Linked DNA regions of Sus scrofa: region 2 is linked to region 1. The links are chromatin contacts, called in public Hi-C maps. All regions are on one chromosome and are shown on one strand. The core of a region is the stretch at or near the end of the contact, and the rest is flanking DNA. Distances in the headings are between cores, read along the strand shown.

What was found. A called contact is a pair of places that touch in the nucleus more often than the background predicts.
Region 2: a contact with region 1 is called in a Hi-C map of liver, with 4 times the contacts expected there. The contact joins two enhancer-like sites. A contact is called at or near these places in 1 of 47 Hi-C or Micro-C datasets (liver) and 1 of 2 datasets of contacts at active chromatin or transcription factors (skeletal muscle).

Annotation. Positions count from the first base shown.
Region 1 is chr12:33,694,610-33,701,948 of Sscrofa11.1, forward strand. All of the region lies in intron 6 of MSI2 (RNA-binding protein Musashi homolog 2-like), which reads left to right. Among named protein-coding and RNA genes, the nearest start is that of MSI2, 160 kb to the left of the region's middle. Within about 2 kb of position 5,217, at least 39 of the 83 cell types and tissues checked have an H3K27ac peak or open chromatin away from gene starts, as enhancers often do. A contact at or near this core is called in liver, where this site is marked.
Region 2 is chr12:33,849,781-33,856,956 of Sscrofa11.1, forward strand. The region is part of intron 7 of MSI2 (RNA-binding protein Musashi homolog 2-like); the gene reads left to right. Among named protein-coding and RNA genes, the nearest start is that of CCDC182, 180 kb to the right of the region's middle. Within about 2 kb of position 3,436, at least 8 of the 83 cell types and tissues checked have an H3K27ac peak or open chromatin away from gene starts, as enhancers often do. A contact at or near this core is called in liver, where this site is marked.

The DNA.
Region 1 (7,339 bases), core at 3,967-6,466:
GTTGGAGACTGGGCCAGGCCATTGACTTATTTCACGTAATTCTTCTCTGGGATGCTGGCGGGGGTGCTGCCCATTTTGTGGACTGTTTTGTTTTATTTTTTATTTTTTTTCTCTTTTTAGGGCCGCACCCACGGCATATGGAGGTTCCCAGGCTAGGGGTCAAATTGGAGCTATAGTCGCTGGCCTACGCCACAGACACAGCAACGCCAGATCCGAGCTGCGTCCAAGACCTACACCACAGCTCACGGCAACGCTGGATCCTTAACCCACTGAGCAAGGCCAGGGATCGAACCTGCATCCTCATGGTTCCTAGTCAGAGTCGTTTCTACTGAGCCACAACAGGAACTCCCATTTTGTGGACTGTTGAGTGGTGTCTCCATGGGACTGCCTCTTTGACTCAAGGTCACAGCCTCCTGAAAGGTCACAGACTTCCCCTCTAGGCTTGTCTGATCATGAAACCCAAACTCCGGGCCCTGTTCCACCTGCTGATGGACCCACAAGGTAGACATAGGGTAGGGAGGATGTGGAGGAAAGGAAAGATGGGGTCCCCTCTGGGTGACCAGGGGCAGTGCTGGGAACCTGGACCTGCGTGGCCTCATTGCTTCTGCACATATTCTGGTATCATCCAGCCCATTGGACCAAGGTGGACCATACTGGTCAGGGAGGTGAAGGTCACCCAGGAAAGGCAGTGTAAGAGCCAGAATTCACCCCCGACGTCCCCTGAGTCTAGAACTTTTCCGTTCAGAGTTGGCCACCTTCTTTTAAGGCTTCCCTCCTCGTCATTCTTCCTTCCTCTTGCTCGACCCCTCTTGCCGGAGGTGGCCCTGGCTTCCATTGTTTATTGCAGGTGGCAATCAAGGTGGGTGAGACGGCTGTCGTGGGGCTGAGCGCAGGGAGTTGAACTATGTCATTACTGTAAATGGAGTGGGTGCAGGAGGGCACAGGGAGCGCTTTAAAAACTCAGATTGGAGGCTCGTAAACCCTTGTGTGCTTTTCTCCCACCTCCACCCTCCAGGTTAGGGATGCCCTGCCTTGTTGAGATGGAAGATGAGGCCATGGGCATCGGCACCAGTGCCGTCTCGCTTGCGGTCCTCACTTCCGGGGCGGCTGAGAACTGGGGAAAGGGGAGAAGAAGTATTCCAGGCCCTTGTGCTGGGCATTGACTGCACAGTGATGCCACTTTGGACCTTAACAGGTTATTTCTTTCCTGGCCTCAGGTTCTCATCTGAGGGATGGGCTTGGAAAACTTATAAAGGTTTGCTGGTCAATAGTTCTGGCTCTGTCACCACTGCTCCCTGTGTCTTGCAGAGAACGCAGCCGTAGCCGATGCATGAACCCTGGGGTGGGGCTGTGTTTCAATACAACTTGTTATTTTTTATTTATTTATTCTTTTCAGGGCTGTACTTGCGGCATATGGAAGTTCTGAGGCTAGGGGTCGAATTGGAGTTACAGCCACAGTAACGCTAGCTCCGAGGCGTGTCTGTGACCTACACCACAGCTCATGGCAATGCCCGATCCTTAACCCACGGAGCGAGGCCAGGGATCGAACCTGAATCCTCAGGGATACTAGTCAGGTTTGTTTCCGCTGAACCACAGTGGGAACTCCCAATAAAACTTTTTATTTATTTTTTAATTTTTTTTAGGGAAATTACTCCTGTTCAGATCTACTCAAATTTTTTTTTCTTTTTCTTTCTGTCTTTCTAGGCTGCACCGGCATATGGGTTCAGGGGTCATCGAGCTACATGCCCAGAGCCGATAGCCACTGTATACCCATCATGGCATGCGTTCAGGAGCCAGGGATCGAACCTGAATCCTCAGGGATACTAGTCAGGTTTGTTTCCGCTGAACCACAGTGGGAACTCCCAATAAAACTTTTTATTTATTTTTTAATTTTTTTTAGGGAAATTACTCCTGTTCAGATCTACTCAAATTTTTTTTTCTTTTTTCTTTTCTGTCTTTTCTAGGGCTGCACCCGCGGCATATGGAGGTTCCCAGGGTAGGGGTCTAATCAGAGCTGTAGCCACTGGCCTACGCCAGAGCCACAGCAATGCCGGATCCGAGCCACATCTGTGACCTACACCACAGCTCATGGCAACACTGGATCCTTAATCCACTGAGTGAGGCCAGGGGTCGAACCCGTAACCTGTTGGTTCCTAGTCTGATTTGTTAACCATTGAGCCATGACAGGAACTCCCCCAATAAAACTTTTTAAATGAAAACAGGTTTAGGGCCACTTTTGGCCCATGGGGCAGAGTTTGCCAACCTCTGTTCTGGGTTATTCCTAAGGTTGCTTTCAGACTTGAAAATTTAGAGTAATTTAGAAAGTATTTCAAGAAACACACGTAGGAGGATGGATAGATATATATGTACGGTATCTATTGATTGTAATCGAAACAAGATATCAGTAGTAATGAGCCTAATATAGTAAACAAAACAGTTGTTAATTGTACTGGAGTTAATTTCCGGACTTCAGGATGCAGGGGCAGTGAGGGTTTTTCTATTTGGAAATGGCTATGATTTATTAACTGGAATCTTCATCTTGTGAGTGAAGTCTAGGAAGACCAAAGCATTTATAATTTCCTGTTACCTGTGCTAGATCTAAATTAATGAAGACCAGAATTTGTGAAGTTCAGATTTTAGTATGAAATTCTTTTACTGTGTTTTGGTGTTTCTGAATTAGAGGGCCATGTGCTTTGTCTTAAGCTTCTTAATGCATTTAAAAATTTGGGGGAGGTTGTTCCCATTGTGGCTCAGCAGAAACAAACCTGACTAGTATCCACAAGGAGTCAGGTTCGAGCTCTGGCCTCACTCAGTGGGTTAAGGATCTGGTGTTGTAGGGAGCTATGGTTTAAGCCGGCAGCTGCAGCTCCAATTTGACCCCTAGCCTGGGAACTTCCATATGCTGAGGGTGCAGCCCTAAAAAGCAAAAAAAGGGAAAAAAAAAAAAAATTGAGTTCCCTGATGGCTCTCAGCAGGATAAGGATCAGGCATTGTCACTGTAGGGGCTTGGGCCGCTGCTGTGGCTTGGGTTCGATCCCCGGCCAAAAAATAAAGTAAAATAAAATAATAATAAAACGAGAATTTGGTTCTCAAGGATGTCAAGTGAGATAAGTGGAATGTCTGTTCTGCAGATGACAAAACTGGTGTTGAGAAAGGGTCAGTCCATTGTCCAAGATCACACAGCCCGGAGAGTCACTCAATTTTGCACAGTGTGGCCCTGGCCTCTTATAAAACCACATCTCCCACTTTCCCACCGCGCAGCCCCGTCCGCGAGGGAGCAGATTTGGTTCATTTGTCAAGAATGGTGATCTCCAGTCATTTATTTTACTGCTTCAGGTTTCCTAGTGGACGTTATCTGTGCTCACGATTTCATGCAAACAGGGATGATGTATATAGACCATTCCGGAAAAATGGCATGTCAGCGATGCTCCAGATAGGCACATACAGACCCAGACCATCCATCGGGCTGTCCGGCACTGCTCCCCCCGCCCTCCCACTCCCCCCCACCTCCCCATTTCCCCCACCCCCACTCAGCCATCCGGACGAGCCCAGCGTGGTAATTAAAAAGCCCTGGGATCAAAGCCACTCCGTGTGCAAGAGCTTCCTCCTTCTCCCCTTTAGACCCCTCCTTCCAGTACCGGTTTCTTAAATTCTCACTTATAGGATTTTGGAGATCAAAAAGAGGCCTTTAAACTTAATGAATTCGCGGCTGCGTCCCAGATGGAGCAGTTCTGCACCTTTCAGCTGTTCACCTCCGTGAGAGGGCTGCTCGGCGCCGGGCTGCTAGGTAATTCTCACTTTATATAACTCCCGTGAAAGCAGAGCAGCCTCCCGCATCTGGAGGCTCCCAATTATACTTCACATGGTGAACTGTGTAATTAGTTTGGAAGACTTACGCTTAGTCATTGGTTTATCCTAATCGGCTTTGGCTTTCCCCACCAACAAAGTGAGCTTATTTTGCTAAGCTGAACCGACTCTGCACCCTTTGTTCCAGCCTTTTATTGTCTCATTCCTTTCATTCTGTTTTACTGCCAAAGTTCTGTTTCATTAGGCCTACAAGTCATTTCCAATTCAGTGGGCTGCTACAATCCGGCCTTTATCACTCGGCTGCCCTGGTTCCCATGTCCCTTCTGGGCCAGTGCCTGAGTTTGTGGTTTGACGTGAGGGCTTTAACCCTTTCCTGGGCCAGCCCCTCACGGTGGCGGAGGGGAAGCCAGGGCCCTACAGGAGGAGGTGCTTTGGAAAGTCACAGCTCTCTGGGTCTCATCAAAGAAGAGCCCTGTGGAAAGGAGGCCAAAAGGGGCCTTTTGTTGGTCCAGGGTTGTGGGTGGGCTCATAAAAGTTAACGTGAGCTAGGGAGAATGGTGCTCAAAAAACTTTTTGTCGGGGGGGGGCGGGGGGGGAATTGAGAACAAGAATGAATGGGCCTTTTAAGATAATGAGATCTTCTCATTGATTCCGCTTGTGTGGGGTCTTGGAGAAGGTGCTGGGGTGGGCGTGGGGTCTTGGGAGAGGGTGCTGGGGTGGGGGTGGCAATTATTTTCTAGCTCCTGGTTTTACACGCAGGTGCCGTGGTGGCACCCTGGGCCGCTGCTGCTCAGATACTCCTTTCGCTAAATGTCTGTTCGAGGAGAGTAAGATCCAGACTAAAAGTATCCTAAAGCCTTTGAAATGCGAGAGGCAGGAGGTTTGCAAGCAAATAAATAAGCCAGTTGCCCTATGGCGCGGACTGTGGACTGTGACTTGATTGCTTCCAAATGCGAGTTGGAGACAGACGGAGCTCCGTGAGGTGTGTGCTTCTTTCCAGCCAGACCTGGAACCGACAAGTCCAGTGTGTCTTTGTGGGCATCACAGCTCCCACAAGAGGTGTGTCTCCTGAAGTGGTTCGTGCAGGTGAACTCACTGCACAGTGATCGGCGTGTCGGGGCTTCGCCTGTCACCGGCTGGCCTTTGCTCTGGGAGGCCATCGATGTTCTTCAGACCTTGACCTAGAGTGTCGAGGGCACCAGGAAGGGCCGGTTGCTTTCCCCTCCCAGGCCGGCCACGCTGAAGGCTACTTTTGTGTTTTAAATTTTCTTCCTGTAATAGCCCAGAACAAGGCCAGCACTGTCCTCCCGTTGTATGAAATCCCAGCCTGCTCTGTGTCAGTCTCTCCCTTCGGAAGTGTGTCATACGGGGGAGGGGACTTTATTTGCCCTCTGACCCCTGGCGGAGCCACTGAGGGCCAAGAGGTAGCAAACAGGAGAATCCTGCCTCCTGTGCCTGCCTCCGCCTCCCCGGCCAGGTGGCTGCGAACAAATAAGCAGTGCCCACGAGTAATTCGAGCCTTGGGCTTTGCCAGGAAACCCTCTCGCCAAACAACTTTTGTGTTTTCCGGGTGAACTTTTTTCCTCTAGAGCTGGTTTCTGCAGCAGCCGGAGGAGGGAACTGAGTTCGAAATAGACGGATTGAGAACCCCTGCCCCCTCCTCCTTTGTCCTAAGTCCTCTTTGATTGATTTATTTACTTTTGCTTAAAAAAAAAAAGAGTTCCTGAAATAGACGAGTGAGTTTCTAGGAAAACTTCCCATTTCCCTCTTAGCGGATAAAAATGTAGCCAGCTGTCTTTAGGCATTATTATTGCTCTATTAACAGTATTTTGAAATATACAAATAGAGAAATAGGATGCCTTCTGGGTAGCAGTGTGGGAAAACTTTGCGAGGAGGAGGCTGATCACACATGCATGATCGAATGCATAGCAGGGAGAGGAACGAGGCCCGAACTTTCTGGGCCTGGCTGTTTAACTGTGTTTTCCAGTCTGGTTTTAACTTTATATACTTTTTAAAAAATTATAGTTGATTTACGCTGTTGTGCCAATTTCCTCTGTACAGCAAAGTGACTCAGTCATGTATATGTACATATATATATATACACACGCACACACACCATTCTTTTAAAATTAAATTAAATTTTTTAATTACTTAATGAAGTTTATTACATTTATAGGGGGTCAACAATCCTCACAACCAGATTTTACAGCATTTCCATCCCAAACTCTCCATGCATCCCCCCCGCCCCCCAACCTGTCTCATTTGGGAAAAAAGTCTGTGAACACACATTCTTTTTTTAATCTCATTTCCCATCATGTTTGATCCTGGGAGACAGGATACGGCTCCCTGTGCTCTGCAGTAGGACCTCGTTGTATATCCATGCTACATGCATCGACCACTCCTAGACTCCCAGTTCATCCCACACGTTTCTTTAATTTTTGTAAGGGGCCATGGAGAGGACGACCACCAGAGCGGGAGAGCCTGCAGGCAGGAAGGGGTTAATGCTCCCTGGGCGGCGGCGAGAGGGAGCAGGGGTTTTAAAGCCCTTGCTCACCTTCCCAGAGCCCTCCTGGCAGCCTCTGAAGACGTCCCTTACAATGGAGTTGTTAGCATGAGAAAGAAAGCCTTTCTCCCCCTGGATGGACTTCAGTGGGAACCGAAAGTGTCTGAGAAATCACGGTTCAAGCTTGTGCCAGTGGGTGCAAGGAGTGGTTCTTACGGAAGAAAAAGCGCTCAGTTCATTTAGGCTTGGCATAGAAATCCAAGGCCATTGTTGGTGGAGCGAACATTGATATGGAGATGCCTGCTCACCCCCGCAGCCCATCAATAGGATACCCCATTACATGGGTCGCGTATGCCTGGCTTTTTTCTTCCTTTCTCTTCTCCCCCCCACCCTTTTTTTCCCTTTTTGTCCTCGGAGCATTCGTCTCTCCGCAGAACAGCCAGATTTGTCAAGTTAACCAGCCTCTACGTTTTTTACAGCTCTGTACATTCAGACCTGGTGTTTGTGAATTAGCCGAAGGTGGACCGCCAGTCGGTACTTTGTTTACATTCGAAGCCATAAGAGGGGGAGCCCCAGAAAAATGTTCCTATGCAGGAAGAGGCAGAAGGGTTGAGTTTCTGATGGTTGCAACCTCACCACTGCCTTTAAAACCAATCATGAGGCACACGGCTGATATTTAATAGCTTTTAGCTGATTATTTTTCTTCTCCTCCTCTTTCTTTTCGATTCAAGTTGACCTGGGTGTACTTGAGCGGAAATGAAGTCATCCCACTGCTGAATTAGAATAATCACAGGCCTCCAAGAATGAAATGGAAGCAGAGATTAAAATGGGAGAAGGGAACACTGGCATTAAGAAGCCCCAAGAAAACTTTGCATAAAATAAATAGGAGATTTGATAGATTGCCTTTGCATATGCTGTTTGCATTTCCCCCCACTTCGTATTGTCTTACCAGCGTCGAGTTCCAGGCAGTGTGGGATTTGATTTGCCTTAAGTCCACATACCTTCTGTAGCCTGGGTGATGGCCCTTTC
Region 2 (7,176 bases), core at 2,186-4,685, 150 kb after region 1:
ATAGATTAGTTGACTGTAGGTGCATGGGTTTAATTCTGGGCTTTCTATCCTGTCCCACTGATCTATATTTCTGTCTTTGGGCCAGTACCATACAGTTTTGATGACAGTAACTTTGTAGTATAGTCTGAAGTCAGGGAGCCTGATTCCTCCAGCTCCATTTTTCTTTCTCAGGGTGGCTTTGGCTATTCTGGGTCTTTTATGCTTCCAAACAAACTTTAAAATATTTTGTTCTAGTTCTGTGAAAAATGTCCTTGGTAATTTGACAGGCATTGCATTGAATCTGTAGATTGCCTTGGGTGGTATAGTCATTTTGACAATCTTGATTCTTCTAATCCAAGAGCATGATATGTCTTTCCATCTGTTTGTGTCATCTTTGATTTCTGTCATCAGTGTCTTATAGTTTTCAGAGTACAGGTGTTTTGTCTCTTTAGGTAGGTTTATTCCTAAGTATTTTTTTCTTTTTGATGCGATGGTAAATGGGATAATTTCCCTAATTTCTCTCTCCAATCTTTCATTGTTAGTATATAGAAGTGCCGTCGATTTCTGCGTATTAATTTTGTATCCTGGGACTTTGCCAAATCATTGATGAGCTCCAACAGTTTTCTGGTAGCATCTTTAGGATTTTCAAGGTATAGTATCATGTCATCTGCAAAGAGTGATAGTTTTACTTCTTCCTTTCCAATTTGGATTCCTTTTATTTCTTTTCTTCTCTGATTGCCATGGCTAGGACTTCCCAATACTTGAAGAGTAGTGGCGAGAGCAGACATCCTTGACTTTCCTGATCTCAGCAGGAATTCTTTCAGCTTTTCACCATTGAGAATGATGTTAGCTCTGGGTTTGTCATATATGGCCTTTATTTTGTTGAGGTAGGCTCCCTCTATGCCCACTTTCTGAAGGGTTTTTATCAGAAATGCGTATTGGATTTTGTCAAAGGCTTTTTCTGCATCTATTGAGAGGATGATGTGGTTTATATTCTTCGGTTTGTTAATGTGGTGTATCACACTGATTGATTTGTGGGTATTGAAGAGAAAAAAAAAAGAACGCAGAGGCTCTTGGGTGGTTTTTATTCACATCAGCCTATATCAGTCCCACAGAAGGAACATTACCTAGTGTCCAAAATAGGTGTGTACATTAAGAGAACTTCAAAACGGGATGTTACCTGCTCCACTGACCTTGGAGGGAGCATTTGGGCTAAAAGACACCCACATGAGGACAGCATGTACAGAGTTAAGGCTAAGGAAATGAGAAGGGTGGTGGGGGAAAAAAAAGGGCAAGCCCCTTTTCCCTCCTCTCCTGTCCCACCTGCACCTCCCTGGCTGACAAGGTGGTTTCCCCCACTTCATCTGATCCACATCAGCGGCAGACGGTCTGTAGCAAGGCCAGCTTCCCCAGCTGCGGATTGGCTGGAGGCTGATGACGTGTGCGTGGAGGTGGGCGGTTTGGCTGGGGATTGGTTGGAGGCTGATGACGTGTGTGTGGAGGTGGGCGGTCTGGCTGGGGATTGATTGGAGGCTGATGACGTGTGTGCGGAGGTGGGCGGTCTGGCTCTTGCCACCCAGGGCTTGCCTCAGGCCTGTGCACAGCCACGTGGCCCCTCGTGGTAAATATATCAATCCTAAGGGCCACGGACTAGGCAGATGGAGACTAAAGGGACCGTTTGAGCCCACCTCACTCATGACAGCTTACAGCCCAAAGACGCCTGTCCTGCTTCAGCTTCTCAGACACACCCCTCCCGCCTCTGCTTGGTGCCAGCCCGTGTCTGCCCAAGGGCCAGGGCAGCTGGGCGTCTGGAGGGCGTATGGCTGCCGTGGTCCAGGGGTCACCGCCCCAGGCTGGCCTGCGTCCCTGCAGAGGCGTCACAGAACAGGAGTAGGGTCTCCAAACTGGGCAGGGTCCTCGTCTCGGCGACTCCTTAGCCACGATCCATCCCGATCAGTCTATCCGAGGGAAGGCGAGAAGGGGTTGTAAAACCAGCTCTGCAAAGGGCCAGGCGGGTTTTCTGAGGGCTCCCAGCCATCTGGTTTTCTGCACTGAACATACCATGTTAACGGGCTTTAAAGTAGAAACACGTGTGACCCTGGAAAACTAGCGATGGGGCAACGGAGGAGATGATTTCAGATGGCTGTTTGGTATCTCCCGGTACAGTAGCAAACGTGAAAAGCTATTACAGTACATGGAAGCAGTTCATTGCGTAACATCTTCATCACTTGCCTTGCCAGCTGGCTTCTCGCAATAATCTCTGGGGGTGGAAATTTGCTCCTTTTAAATATTTGGGGATGGCGGTAGAGAGAGAGAATTCTCGTGTCCTAAGCTCTCTGCTGAAAGTCCAGGGGCCGAGGGGAGGGCAGTGTCCTGTACCCTCCACAGAGCCCCGGAGGGGTCGGGGGAGGACTCGTACTAGACTCCATGGGGATTTACGGGGATTTGCACAGTCTGTTTCGTGGACAGCATCCAAACCTCTTCCCTCTGTACTGCTTCCTCCCACCCCTTCCAAACCATCGCGTTTGTGGAAAAAAGTGGTTGGGAAGCAAGGACTGTGAGATCAGACTGCCTGACTTTGGAAACCCCAGCTTTCAACCACGTGCCGGCCAGTGACCTTAGCCAAGTTACCTAACCTCTCTGAGTCTCAGACTCTCGCTCCGCAGAACGAGGTAGTGGTAACTCCAGCCTCCTAGGGTTTTGAGGGCTTCGTTCGGACAATGTCTGTATCGTTCCTAGCAGGAGCGCCGTAGAGGAGGTGGTTGTCAGTGGTTACAAGTGTGCTCTTGCATCTGGTTCTTCGTTATCTGATCTCGGCCAGAGGATGAGTTGTGGGGTTTTGTTTTCTGAGCACCTAGGAAGGAGACAGGCCAGTTTTTTACCCCACTTCCAGTGGGAGCAATGGTGTGGGCAGATGGAAAGCCCACCACTGCCCTCCTGCACCACACAGAGCTGCTGCCTTTCTGGGTGGGGACGTGACTTTCCGGGGACCACCTTGGGGACAACGCAATGGCAGGGAGTCAGTGCCTTGGCTCCCGATGAGAACGCTGCCCAGGCGATCTGTGCAGCTGTGGCATCAGGTGTGGCAGCTGCTGGCTCTTCCACTGTCTCTCCTTAGGCAATGAGGCGAGACCCCATGACCCAGGACCACTGCCCCAAGGTGGGGAGATGCCAGTGGGGCTGGGATGGGTGCTTCAGAGAGGGCTTTGCCCGGGCGGTGGGGGGAGCGTTTGATGTTCTTGCCCATCTACCTGGAGCACGGGCTGTCTGCGGCTCCTTCACCCAGGTCTCCATTCCCTGAAGGCTTTCAGCCCCGAGTGGCCCTGCGTAGCACACATGCCACATCTCTGCTCCTGCTCACCGGTCTCACTGTTGTCCATCCCAGCATATCCAAGTCTGTGCAGCTGCTTCTGGGAAATCCCGCATGAACTGAGTTTGAACCAGTGGTTCACAGCCTCTCCCGCCCCCACCTCTTCCTGGCCTTTCATCCAAGCTGCAAACAAACAGTGCTGTGAACCTTTGCCCAGTGGCTGCTTTGTGCTTCTTGGGCCCCTCCCTGGGGAGGAGGCGGGCCAGCTGCAGAGTGGGGGGACAGAAGGGTGGGAAATCTACAGCCTGGCACTTAGAACATGGTCCTGTCACCAAGAGCAGCCTTCCTTCCTTGATCCTCAAAGGCAGTGACCTGTCACCCAGAGAGGGGTCGCCTGCATGTTTACTCAGAATTTTAGAGGCCTGGAAGGTGCCCTCCTAACACCAGCTGATGGCCGTACCGTCGTTTTATAGATGAGGCCACTGACGGCCAAAGAGGATTGGTTTGTTCATGATGTGAGTTTGTAGCTTTGGGGTCCAAGAAGCCTGGATTCACATTCTCTTTCTTTCCACTTAACTAATCGGTGTGTAAGTGGCTTAACTCTCTGAGTCTCAGTTTCCTCCGCTGTAAAAGGGGCATAAGAATACTTCTTCGGATGGTGATTACTACAGAGTCGATGAAAAAGCATCTAAAAACACCTGATAGGAGTTCCCGTTCTGGTGCTGTGGGTTAAGAATCCAACTGCAGCAGCTCGGGTCACTGCAGAGGTGCAGGTTCGATTCCCAGCCCAAGGCAGTGGGATCCAGCATTGCCACCCTGGTGACATCAGTTGCAGCTGCTGCTGGGATTCAGTCCCTGGCCCAGGGAACTTCCATATGTCATGAGTGCAGCCATAAAAAAATTAAATGATCAATAAATAAATAACACCTGGTATATAGGAGTTTCAGCAGGTGACAGCGGTTGTTCCCCTTTCTGTCCATCCATCCATCCATCCATCCGTCCAGTAAACAGTGATTGAGCCCTGCTGTCTGCCACGTGCTGTGTTCATGTGGATCTTGTCCTCGGAACTTAGGTGGTTGAGTGACATCTCTGAGGTCACACCCTACAGACTCATGGATTTTGGTTTTCACGAGTCCTTTGCACACGGAAGGAACATTCTACAGGGGGCGGAAGGCACCCTTTGCTGATCCCAAGCCAGTCCACCATGGGCGCTGGCCCGGGGACGCCACACGTCCTCCCTAGCTTTGCCTTGGCCCAGAACCAGGTGCATGGAAGCACAGAGCTGGTGCCAGAGCCCTTCCTTGGCTCTGTGCTGTCACAACAGACGCAGTGACGCCAGCGTCCCCATAGAATGCACCCAGTGCTGCAAAGGTTGGTCAGCTTTCTGGAGGGCAGAAGAGCGTTGTCTTTTATTTGTTAATTGATTTCTTCATTTTGGCCACACCCATGTCCTGGCAGAAGTTCCTGGGCCATGAATCAAACCTGAGCCAACAGTAGGTACAGCAGTGAATCCTTAACTGCTAGGCCACCTGGGACCTCCAAGAGCCATCTTTTAAATATATTGTACTGGGGGGAAAAATACGCCTGGTCTTATTTCACGAACATAAAGAAATGCCATCACTTCAGATGCTAACAGGCAAACTGATAGCTCACAGATCAGATCCTTGGGGCCTGCGCTAATAGGTAATAAGCCTGCTGTGTGGACTGCAGGCCTTAGGGGCTATCCTCTGCAGTGAGTTAATCGTTCCTCCCGCTGGTTCCCGTGGAAAGTTCTGTTCCCTTCCAGCCCTACCCTTGCGAACCATTTACACAGATGCTAGCAGGTCAGGCTTCCCACAGCCCCATGACACAGGAATCTTGGCCAGGTAGAAAGACTAAGAAAGGTTAGGCCACTCCTCCGAGGCCCCTGGCTGGGCAGAACGTGGTGAAGTGAGCTCGGGGCGCCCAAAGCCCCTGCACCACCCCACTTTCAATAGTGTGACCTGGAATGATATTCAACCCGTGTCCGGTGGTCTCCGGTCCTTCCTTGTGCAGACCGTGGTCTTCCAGAAGTTGCATCTCAATAGCCCCAGTCAACGGGAGACACACACACAGGCCTCAGGGTACCGAGGGCCCTGTCCCTGAAGTGGAGGGTTTGCATTTTCCTTTCGCTCCCCCTCCTCCGGGCCCCGGCCCCCAGGCCTGCCACCTTCCCCAAGGTTGCTGTGGGGAAGGGGTTTGCAAAGGTGACCTTGTCTGCCCTGGGCACCTGCTCCGCTGGACAGCCCACCTGAGCCACGGCAGCCCGGGCATCTCCCCCAACGCGTGTCACGTTGCCCAGGCTTAGCCTGCTGAAAAGGACGTGCTTTGTGGCCAGGCCCCTGTGGGTATTTCTCACTGGACAACCAGGACCTTGTGCCTGAGACACAAAGGCTCCAGGTCCCTGGCTGTCCATCCTCTCCCACCTGAGAGAGGGACTTGTCTGTGCATCTCTTGCTGGCACAAGGTCGAGAGCACAGGGTTTGAGCACAGAGCAATCCAGAATTGCCCAGGAGCTAATATACGTGCGGGCCTTGGCAGGAGCGGCCGGAAAGTCCACCTATGCAGACATCACGGGACCCCCTACAATCCTGTCATTGGTTGGCACAGCTGTGGCTTGCATTTGTGTCCCCCATGCCCTCAGGAGACCCCTATGATTCTGTCATTGGTTGGCACTGATGTAGCTTGCATTCTTGTCCCCCCCCCCCCCCCCGTGCCCTCAGGTGCCTTTCCTTTGTCTGTGGAATTTCTGGGTATGCGGGTTCTTCCACTGCTTGGGAGATGTTTCTGGGCTTAAATAGGTCCAAGCGTGGTAGCCTGGAAAACCTCCAGCAGGCCCAGGAGTTTGTGGTGGTGATGCTGCCGGAGGCCAGAGGTGAGAGACCCTCTGAGGCTGGGCATCTTCAGCTGCCTTGCAGGCATCTGAAAGTCTGGTTGCACCCTGAGTCCTGGGAGGGGATTCTGGAAACACACTACCCAGCAGCCCCTGCCCTCATGAGTGCTGGTAGCCTGTGCCTCACAAGGCGAATAGCAATATAAAGTGTGGTTCTCCCCTCAGAAGGAGACATCTGATGAAGGGCGTGGATTATTGCTGCATTGCGTGCATTTCGTTTGCTCATTCACACAACCTTCTATTCATTCTGCACATTCCTCCTGGCACCAGTCATAACACTGTGAGGGGTTAGTTACTGTAGTTCTCGTGTGCGGCTTGTTCCAGCGCCTTCATCAATAGCAGTTGACGGAGCACCGTAGATGCTGTCCCGAAGGTCTTACGCTGCCTTCCTGAACCCTCGAGGGGCTCCTCTTTGAAAAGATGTGAAAGCAACGCTCCCGGGTGGTTCCATGCAAAGACCACACAGGTGCTCTCAAGGGGGTCCGACCCGAGACTTCTCTGCATCTTAGGATTTTTTTAGTAGGATCCACAGTGCCCGGTGCCGTGCCTGGAGAGCATTTTCAGAGCAGAAAAATGTTTCTGATGGGTTTACCATTTTCTGTAGGATAAGGGCTCTTTCAGCCTGAGCGTTCGAGCTTTCTCGGGGTTCCGCCGTTTTCCCAGCCTCACCTCCTACCCATCTCTGGCTCTTGAGCCCGGACGTCCTGTCCGCGGTTTCCTGCAGCCCTTCCTGACCCTGTACCTGCCCTTCTCCCCACCCAGGATGCACTCCTCGGCCCTTGAGTGCCTGGAAGCCCTCCAACATCCGTGTAGAGCCACCCTTCCTTCTGTCCCACCTCCATCACAGCCTCGCGTTTTGTGTTGGGTTGCCTGCCTGTGCCCCCCTGCTAAGGGCAAGGATGGCTCCAAAGAGAGGGAGCTGATCTGTGTTGCTCCCCAGGGCGAGCACTGTGCCTGGCACAAAGGGCAGCTCAAC